2 separate regions of the Mus musculus genome follow, and region 2 is linked to region 1. Evidence: chromatin contacts called from public Hi-C data. All regions are on one chromosome and are shown on one strand. Each heading gives the region's core, a stretch centred on a gene start, on an enhancer-like site or on the middle of the called end of the contact. The rest is flanking DNA. Distances are from core to core; before and after follow the strand shown.

Region 1 (5,016 bases), core at 1,496-3,995:
AGGAACTGACGGAAGGGGTAGGGCTGCCCTGAGCAGCAGCTTGCTTTGGCCCTTGGGGATTCATGTATGTATAACTCAGCTGTCCACTGTAGGACAGCTACACACGTCTGGACTCCCAGCTGTGGGGGTCAGACCCGGCCGTGGTTTATGGACATTCAGGGAAGAATTTGTCTGAGCTTCTCCAGGCTATTGGCAGAGTTCATTCTCCAGCAGATGTTGGACTGGGTCACCTTATAATGCTAGTAGCGCCCAGCCTTTCTCACACAGCACCCTGCAGCCAGAGCCAACAGGGACTTGGATGGCTTCCCTGTCTGCCTTATCCTTCTGTCTCAAGAGCCATTGAAAGTTCTCTGGTTTCTATGTAGTTCAATCTCTCTCTCTCTCTCTCTCTCTCTCTCTCTCTCACACACACACACACACACAGAGAGAGAGAGAGAGAGAGACACACACAGACACACACACACACATGAAGGAGGGGCTCTGGTTTCTATCTGATTAAGTCTCTCTCACATATACACATAGTCTCACACACACATTTACACACACACACACACACAGGGATGGGGTGTGGGTTTCTATGTGATTAAGTATCACACACACACTCACAGCACACAGCATAGGGGGTTGGGAGAGATAAGGGAATGTTGTTTTTTTCCCCTGGAGGTGGACATGTTTTAGAATTCCACCCACCACATTCTGGCTCTGTTGCTGAGTTCCAGTTGGAGTTGCTGAAAAATAAACACCTCTGTTAAAGGCGGTGCACTCGGCAAGCCTCCCCAGGCTTCCCCAGTATTGCTAGACCATTTACAGAACAACACTGCAATCAGTCCATGGGTCCTGTCCCTGTCCAACCTACTCTCTCAAAGTGGGTCTCTGCTATGCCTTGGGTTTAGTTTGAATGTGGCCCCCAAAGAGTCATGTTCCAGGCTTGTTCCTCCAGATGGCAACATTGAAAGGTGCTGGCAAGCGTTTAAGTCTTTGGGTGCATCACCTTCAAAAGAGACGAACAGTGGTTCCTTAGAGTAAACCAATTCTCCCAAAAGCAAGTCCCTGAATCCCTCTGGCTTCCTGTCTCTCCCTCCACCTGGCTCCCTTCTAAGTACCTTCTGGTCACTGTAATGCTCTCTGCCCTGAGGCCCTCCCAGAAGCCAAAAAAGGGTCTGGCTGCCTGTTCTTGGACTTCCAGCCTCCAAAATTGTGAGCCAAATAAACAGCTTCTTTCTTAAAGATTCTAGCCTCAGTCATGCGCTTATAGAGTCAAAGAAACAGACTAAGACGATTTCTGAGGGAGGGTCACCAGACCAGTAATGCCAGCATCGTCTGGGAAATTCACCAGAAGTGCACATATTCAGTCCTCCACAGACACTGGACATCAAGCAAGGCCCCGAGATGGCGCTTGCTTACAGACCATCCTTTATGAGTGAAACACAAAAGAGGGGAGGTGCCAGATAAACCATCTGAGAAATGACTTTCCATTCTGTGACTGTCGCAAGTGATGGCACTGTCTAAGTGTGTGTGTAAATTCACACGCACACATAGTGGTTAACAGCATGGGTTCCAGAACACTTACAGTGAAACCCCACCCCCACTAACTTCTGGATGTGGAACTGAGTCAGCTGCTTAGACTTTCTGACCTTCATTCAGTTTCCTCGTTTGGGGAGTGTGGGTTCCCAAGTCAGATGAGGGACAGTAGAGAGCTACCCATACCCTGGACAGCAGGCCATCCCCCTATCCGAATCAGACTCTGGCCTACTCAACTCCATAAAGACAAAGGCCATGTCTGTTTCCCTGATGGGGAGCTGGCTTCTCAGAAATCATGTGACCCGTAATCTAGCTGGTAGATTTTGAAGATCCCTGCCACCCCCTCCCCTCAACACTTCCTTTCTTGCTCTTTTTCCTCCCCTGCCCCTGACTTGAGCTATATAAACTATATAAACTAGCCCCACTATTTCAATAAACCATCTGTCCTCGGAAACAGTCTCCAGGGTCGTTTATCACTTCCTCCCGCTGCTCACTGCCGCCCAAGACTCTCACTCGGGATCGGGGCCAGGGACCCACATGAAAGGACAGTACCTACCTCGTAAGAAACTGAGGGTCAGGCGAAACGGCAGAGAGAACACAGCGCAGAAAATGACATATGACAACATACGTGCTCTTTACCATGCAGTCACACTTCCTGTCCCGTGACTGTCGCTTTGATTTGTATCTTTACCACAGAGTCACGCTTCTAGCCCCATGATTGTTGCTTTGATTGATTGGTAGATTTACAGTGACTCGAGTGCAGCTAAGGTGGGCTTCTGCGGTGTTTGAGGAAGCACGCCACTTGAAGGACCAGCCATCCCCTCCCCACACTGAAATCACAGACTGGAAGAGACCTGGCCAACAATTGCTGTCAGGCTTGGTTGGATCCAGAAGCCTCGAGGATAGAAGGCCATCTTGAGAAGGGCCATTTCTCCCAAAGGGAGCTGGGCTCTCCTCCGGCTGGGCCTGTGATACTGATATGGGATGCGCAAGGCTCAGGCCACCCAGTGTGAACTGCTGCTGCCTGGAATGGAATCCACTCTCCTAGCTGTTGGCAGTGACAGAGGGACCGAGACCCACAGCTGCTCTCCACCCGTAGTCTGTTCCCAGGCTCCACATGGCTCTGTAAGCCTCAATGCCACCAAGACACGGCTCAGCTAACAACCACAGAAACTCCTGGGGCGGATGCCGGCTGGTCTTCTTGGCTGCTCTGAGGCACATATCCCGGCTGCTCTGGGGAGAACAGCAAGGCCTTGCAGACATGTGCATGATTTGAGGTCAGTCTCCGGCTGGGGTCTTAAACAGCTGCCAGACTTTTCTGTGCCTGATGAAATATGAGGAAAGCCAAGGAATTCTTCCTTGGAGAACATTACCAGCTTCAAGCAAGAAGTCCCCCTGGGAAGGGCAGAGGACACAAGACTGTGGGTCTGGTAGTCTTGGAGGTCTTCCCAGTTGAGAGGCAAGGCCTAAGGATGCATTCAAAGTGTCCTTGCGGGCTGCAACCCAATACCCTATTCCCTGTAGTGTCTGACATATGAATTCAGTTGGTTTCCTTTGTGCAGACCACAGCTGGACAGCTGTAAGGGCAATGCCCTTTTGTCCCTTCAGGAGCTCCAGAAAACCCACTAATAATTAGATTCAGATAACAAGAAGTCTGGATAGCTGAGGACTCTGGAATACTAAACAGTGCTCATCAGATGCCACAGTAGAAAAACCCTTGAAGACCAATGGCCAGTACTGTAGAAATATTTTTATATGGATCTGGGGGGAGGGGGAGTTAGGAATGGGGGATAATGCCCAGCCATGAGAGCAAAGTATATCATAAAATATGTAAATTAAAGTTGTGTTCATACTTAACAAAACTCTTGTGTGCATGTGTGATTCGTGTGTGTGTGTGTGTGTGTGTATGTGTGTGTGTGTGTGTGTACACAATGATGAAACACATTGCTATTTTTGGAATAAAAAACTCCATGCTAGAAATAAGGAAGGAAGGCAAACAGGAGAAAAGAGGACTAGGAGAAGAAGCCAATGGTGGTGACAGGCCATGGCTTGGAATGTGCAAACATCCAGTTCTTTGTACAAAACTAGGATGGAGTAAGGATGGAAAGCAAGGCTTTGTCCTCTCTTCTTCTCATCCAGGACTCCCATGTGACTGGCTTGAGGTGGGTTTCTAGCACAAAGGCTGCCCTACCATCCACACAGGTGCTGAGGAGAGCCCAGGAGGCTGGACCAACACATACACGCTGGGCACCCTAGCCAAGAGTCTTAAAGCCTGTTTGTCCCAGCTCAGAACTACATAACTGGGTGTCAGCTCTGTGTTCAGAAACAAGAGGAGCAGATGGAAGCTGTTGGCCACAGCTGAAGTGGCACGGTGTGAAAAGAAGCAAGGACTGCTGGGGAGTGGCCGTGTTGGTCCTACGAAAACAGAAGCTGGTGTAGCCATGGGTAACACATCCATGCTTCTGTAAACCACTGGCCACCCAGCTTCTGTAAATAACCCTAATTAAACCAATGGATTAACACATACACACACACACTCACACATGCATGTACTCATGCACACAAGTAAACACACACAAGGTACACACACAGGCACGTAGGCACACACAATATGCAAGTGTGTGTGGGGGTGCTAGTTGGGAAGAGGAGAGGATCAGTTAGAACCGGAGAGGACACAGAAGACAATGGGAAATATGACCAAATATGACCAATATATACATGTGTGAAGTATCATAATGAAAGCCATTGTTGTGTATAATTACCATATGTTAATAACAAAAAACCCAAGGGCAGAAACTTTAATGAGAGGACACTGATAAGCACAGACCTACTTTTCTTTGGTGACTAGCAGCGTGCCTCCGTGCGTGAGCACGCAGCTTTCCTCTGTGGCCTGCGCATCTCCTCTCACATTGGGCGAGCGTCAGAGCAAGTGTAGGAGCATCCGCAGGCATGTCGCCATTGTTTTTGCATCTTTTGGCCCAAACAAGGCTGAGCATCATGATTATATTTTAGGAAAGCTGGCTTTCAGTAGCGCCTTCCTTTAAAACCACCGTGGCCAATTTCAGATCCTTACAGACACTTTCCAGACGCTTCTGTTTGCCATTGCCACTGTCTCTCTTTTGTTGCCAAGGGAACGGTCACAGTGGAAGGCGCTTCTCCCAGCGAGCTCTCTGATGCTTCTTGTTTTCCAAGTTGAGAAGAGGCAAGGAACAAAGTCCAGTTTCCTCGGGGATTTTGAACTGGAAGACCCAAGAGTGACCTCAGAACATCACTCTGTGTCTTTGGCGGTCATGTGAACTGACGGCCTCTGTGGCAGCCATGCTGTGTGGAAGGCTGTCTGTCCCTCATGGAGGTGCCACAGAAAGGCACACAAGTCTTGGCACACCTGGAGACTACCCTATTACACCACAGTAAACTTGATCAATTCTGTTCCATCTATCATGTGTGCATATTTTCAAGGTTTCGCTCTCAGAAAACAGTATTATCTTCTGACTG
Region 2 (5,016 bases), core at 1,492-3,991, 40 kb after region 1:
GGCCACCACAAAGAAACACAGTCCCACAAGCACAACCAAGGGCCCCATGATCTGCAGAGAAAGGAAGCCACAGATCTGGGGTTCTCCTTCTCCGGTGTTTGTCTCATTCAGTGGTTCCTGTGCCCAATCTGAGTCACATCCTGGCACCCAAATGCCCAGTATGCTAATGAGCATGCCACTGGTCAGAAACAAGAACCCAAAGATGAGACACTGGGCAAACTGGCGGCTCTCTCCACAGAAGAAGGATTGGTCAGGGTCCTGAAGGCCTTGCCGCTGTCGCTCCCGTAGATGCAGGCGTGCCCGGGACCGGGCCAGAATCACAGCCCCAAGGCCCACCACTGCACACGAAGGCCCAGCAATCTTCAGCACTATGCTGCAGTGTGAGAGGGGCTTATATTGGCATGCCTGGTACCCAAAGATGGAGAGCAGGACCCCAACACACAACAGAGCTGCACCGAAGACAAAGAGGAAGAAAATGAGCTTGCTGACATGCCGGTCCCTCTGGTCTCCATCTGGCTCAGCAGTTCCTACAGAAGACATGGCCAGAAAAGAAAAGGCCTCCTCGTTGTTCCCTGATGTGAAGAAATGTGTTTCCTTCCCTCCAGCAGTTGCAGGCTCTGCAAGCAATAATAAATGCAAAATTACCTTGAGCACAGGTATGTCTGACCAGTTCTGATCTCTTGCTGGCCATTGCAGAAATCACAGAGGGGTGACCTGTCAGGAGGCGGAACTTCGTGTCATTGGTCTACTGTAGAACAATGACTTGGCCTATGAGTCAGGTGAACTGGCATTCAAAGACTCCCAAATGTGTAATTTCATGAATATATCAAAAAAAAGAGGAAATTCAATTACCATGCTTCTGAGATAAGAAAATCTTTTTAAAAAATAAATAAAATGACTGGTGGTGTGGGTGTGGCTTTTCCTGTCCTGAGTCCTACAAACTCATTCCTCCAGCCCCCCCCCCCAAAAAAGGCAGATAAGGAAAGAGCAACAGGAATAGTTTCTGATCTACAACTGCCTAGAATGATGTCAGAACTGCTCTGAGCATCTTGGTAAATTTTTGTCCAATAACTAACTTTCCACTTCCTGTTTAAGACTCCAGCAACTTTTCATTTCCCACTCTATTGTAAGGCTCCCTCAGCACATGATCCAATGTCAGCAGTTTCGATAAAACAAAAAGATGGTTCGAAAAGACAGTGGGTTTGTGGACTTTTACTTTAATTCTGTCAAAATGTGATCCTTGTGGTTTCAAGAAGCAAACCCCGAGGCTGCCCGGACACCCCGCCCCTACTGGCAGCTCAGTTTCAGGACACTGGCATGACCTGAGAGGATCTGACCCAACAGGTGACGTCTAGCCCCATCGCCAAGGCGGACAGTGTCCTCAGGTAGGCGGACAGGTGGCAAGTGGCCGTCAGGCACCCTCCTCCACAGTGCCACCTACTTCCACAGAGGCCTAGACACAGTAAACAGAGAGTAGTTACAAAGCACAGAAGGCTAACAAAACTTGCTGGGAAACCAAAAGTGGAACTAAGTGAAAAAGCACCTTCCACGAGTCGACACAAGGTCACGGTGGCACACACCATTAATGGGAGACAGTGGTAGGAGGATCTCTAAGCTTGAGGCCAGCCTGATCTACAGAGTGAGTTCCAAGACAGCCAGAGCTACGTAATAGAGAGACCCTGTCTCAAAATAAAACAAAAACAAAAGAGTATTATTACCTGACCTCGCAAGCAATGGTTAAAGGGCATGCTGGTTCACACAGCACTGATCTTTGAACCATTGACCTTGCCTCAGTCTGGTAAATGGGAGTACAAGACCTCACTGTAGCTCTCACGAACACAATCCAAAGTCAGGAAGGACATAGTCAAACACAGAAAACTTTCAAACATATTCTGCCATTCACATTCATGATCCTCTGACGGAGCTCACAGCTGCAAGACCAAGATCATCTTGCCAGGCTCGTGGGTAAGGAAGGTGAGTTTGGGTGATGGAAGGAGATGGGTGACATTGCTGTCCTAGGAAGTGCTTTTCCCAGGGAGAGTGTGATAGAATCAGAAGGAAGTGGAGAAAAAAAAAAGAAGAAGAAGAAGAAGAAGAAGAAGACGCAGAGGAGTGAAGGATGCATTTCTCTCAAACTTGCAAAAGCCACATTTCATGGTGATGCTAAGATGGAAGACTTAAAGCATCCTGCTAATTTAAAACACATCTTCCCCCAATCACATAATCCCACCGCTGCTTTAACTCACTGGGTTTTTTTGGTGTCTTCAGCTTTGTAGCCAGTCGCTGAGCTTCACCTGTTTTAAGGCAAATTCTCAAACACCAACACAAAAACAGTAGAAGCACCGAACTAGATTTGTACTTTCTTTCACTCCAGGACACCTACTAGAACATGTTTGTCCCTGATCCAAACTAAGGCGAGGATCGCTTCAGCGGCCCCCTTAGGTGCGCTCAAAACACGGACACCCAGGGACAACCAAATAGATGGGAAATTATATACGAAGCCGAACTTTTTCTACTCTAAACTCAGTTTCCTCACAAAGCCAAATCTGCCCTACTAAACGCTCCTTTGCATATTCCAAAAGCCAGACCCAAATCAACGGCACATCTCTTCATCCAAAGCTCTGGAGGGTTGGCAAAGCAAGGCCTGGAGAGGAGAATGTCTTTGCGGGGACTCAGGAGCAGCTGCCTTTCGGGGAGCCCCTTACCTGCGCTGCTGGTCCTGGGACTCTCCGCCACACCCCTGGCTCCACGCACACCCTCTCTGCGCGTCCGGGCGCGGAGGGCGGGCCTCCTCCGTGTGCAGAGAGCCAGGCAGAGCCCGGCTCGCGGGTGCGGCGGCCGGGCAGGGCAGGGCAGGGCTGGCCGGTAGGATCTGGCCGCCACCGGGCGCTGCCCTCCTGAGGCACCGGCGCGCCGCTCCGGAGCACAGAACTAGGGTCAGCTTCGCGGCCCTGGGACCATAAGACTTGGCAGTGCAAGCGAGGGATCGACGTGGGGGGCGGGGGGGAGGCAGATGGGCACGCTCCACCAAGTTGTGGGTGCCAGCGAGTCCAGCTGGGGCTGCGTGAAGTGGCGACACGGAGGCGGGCATCTGAGAAAGGAGCTGGTCCCTTAGCAGCCTAGGTGCAGCGCTCCGGGAGGGGGAAGGGGCCGGCTGAGGAATACCTGAGCCCCGGGGAAGAGCAACAGGGAAAGTCGGGCCACAGTCCACGACCAAGCAGCCCCCCACCCTCAACCCCCGCCATTCTGCCGCCACTGCCAGTCCGAGGGCAGGTGGCCCTTCTACTATACTACTCTGAGACCTTGACGGGAGTCCCGGGACCTAGAACCTCGCAGGTAGTTTTCTACAAGAGGATAATGGGGACCCCCAGGAGTCCCTGAAGAGTGAGGCCGGGGACCTTGTATGCTAACCATTCAACATGATAGCCTAGCTCGTAGACTGAAGCTTATACCCAGCAAGTCCTGTAGTGGGTCACCCCTGTCCCTTCCTGGTCATATATATGCATGCAGCCCTCCTTTGCCATAAAGCACCCTTCCTGGAGCTCTGGAGATTAAACTGTTAACTCTCCCTGCCCTTGAACGGAGTGTCTGATGGGTTTGCTAATCCCCATGCTATTTGTAACCTGCCCCGTGACACTTGACAACTATCCAACTGTGCTAGTTTCCACACCAGAGGTCAGGCCACTGTGAGAGGTAAGTCAAGTGTGCTCTGGACCCAAACACAGAGGCACCCAGAGCTCTGGGGACTTTCCCACCCTTGCCTTTTCTCCCTAGCTTCCTGTCTCCTTGAAAGCCCATCCATTCTTGTTAGCTTCCTGATGGATGAGTTAGGCTTGGTAAGCAGAGGCAAAGAAAGGGGTCACGGTGGGGTCAAAAAGGTTTGGGGACTGGTGGAGTGGGAAGGGTAAGATGGGGGCTCACCAGGGAAGCACATAGCCATGGGGATGTGGTGGGCACACAGGTCTAGCGGGCCAGATGTGGGCTTTCTCACAGTCAGGGTGCTCTGAGCATGGGGTCTCTAACAAGGCAGACTTACATACTGGCTAATATCAGTATCCAGCACCCAGCTGGCTCTGCAGGGAGTTCCTGCCTTCATCTTCAGCCCATGGTCCCCTATTGTGTGTCTTCAGGTCTCTGGGAAGGTTGGGGTCATAAGTGGATGGGGACCTAGCAAACCAGTTCATTAGGTGAAGGAACCGAAAGCCCCACTATATCAGCTTATACGGCGCCAACAGCCAGATGTTCTGAAAGCAACATTCTCTGAGTTCGCCTGTCACCCAGAGAACACACATGCTGTGGACTTGGAAAATGCTTTTATTACATGGTCTTGTGATGCCGGGGGAGAGACCTGTACAGACCCATAAAGGAACTGACCCAAGGACATTGCAGTTATCCGTGTCTTGGGTGGGGATATCTTGGTCAAAGTGTCAAGATATACCAATCATGCTCTGGAAGGGCACCAAGATATGCCCAGTTCATGGGTGGTGGACTAACAGCGGCTATTGCACAACAGCGGCAAGCCCTGAGCTTTCTAAGAACTCAGGCCTTCACATAGGATTAGCCCCCTCTGACCCAGGCCTGCTAACAGCTCTGCACTGTGTTAGATGGGTTCCGTGTCCACTGCCCACCACTCTTCCCTTCCCTTTTATTTGAAAGTCAGTCTCTGGCTGAGTCCTGTGTGGGCCTGTTGATACAGCTGCCCCTCTGGTGCCACATGACTGCGGGCTCGCCACCCATGACAGACTTGAATGTCCTGGCACCAAGGACAATCAGATTAGCTTCCCCTTGGAATAGCCACTGTTTGTGTCTTTTGGAGCCAGCTTGACTATATCAAAGCCTTGGAAACTGATTATCTGTCAAGAATGGCTTCAAGGTGCTGTCTTCAGATCAGGCCTAGTCTTGGGAGAGAGGTGGGAGGGGCAGCATGATCTAAGGCTAGGACTCTTCCCCAGCCGTTAGGTGATGAGAAAACATACATCCAGATGAAACATTGAAAAACAGAATCATACTAAGATT

Evidence for each region. A called contact is a pair of places that touch in the nucleus more often than the background predicts.
Region 2: a contact with region 1 is called in a Hi-C map of myocytes, with 2.2 times the contacts expected there. The contact joins the promoter of Tmem171 here to the enhancer-like site in region 1. A contact is called at or near these places in 2 of 39 promoter capture datasets (3T3-L1-derived adipocytes and embryonic stem cells), 1 of 15 datasets of contacts at CTCF or cohesin (CD8 T cells), 3 of 484 Hi-C or Micro-C datasets (muscle stem cells, myocytes and nephron progenitors), 2 of 115 datasets of contacts at active chromatin or transcription factors (CD8 T cells and embryonic stem cells) and 1 of 9 other capture datasets (adipose tissue).

What each region holds. Positions count from the first base shown.
Region 1 is chr13:98,651,671-98,656,686 of GRCm38.p6, forward strand. No RefSeq gene overlaps it. Among named protein-coding and RNA genes, the nearest start is that of Tmem174, 17 kb to the left of the region's middle. Within about 2 kb of position 2,746, at least 24 of the 459 cell types and tissues checked have an H3K27ac peak or open chromatin away from gene starts, as enhancers often do. A contact at or near this core is called in muscle stem cells and myocytes, where this site is marked.
Region 2 is chr13:98,692,101-98,697,116 of GRCm38.p6, forward strand. It overlaps Tmem171 (transmembrane protein 171), which reads right to left and starts at 2,742. Exons shown (of 4, transcript NM_001373965.1): 1 at 2,706-2,742; 2 at 1-617. The coding sequence starts at 540.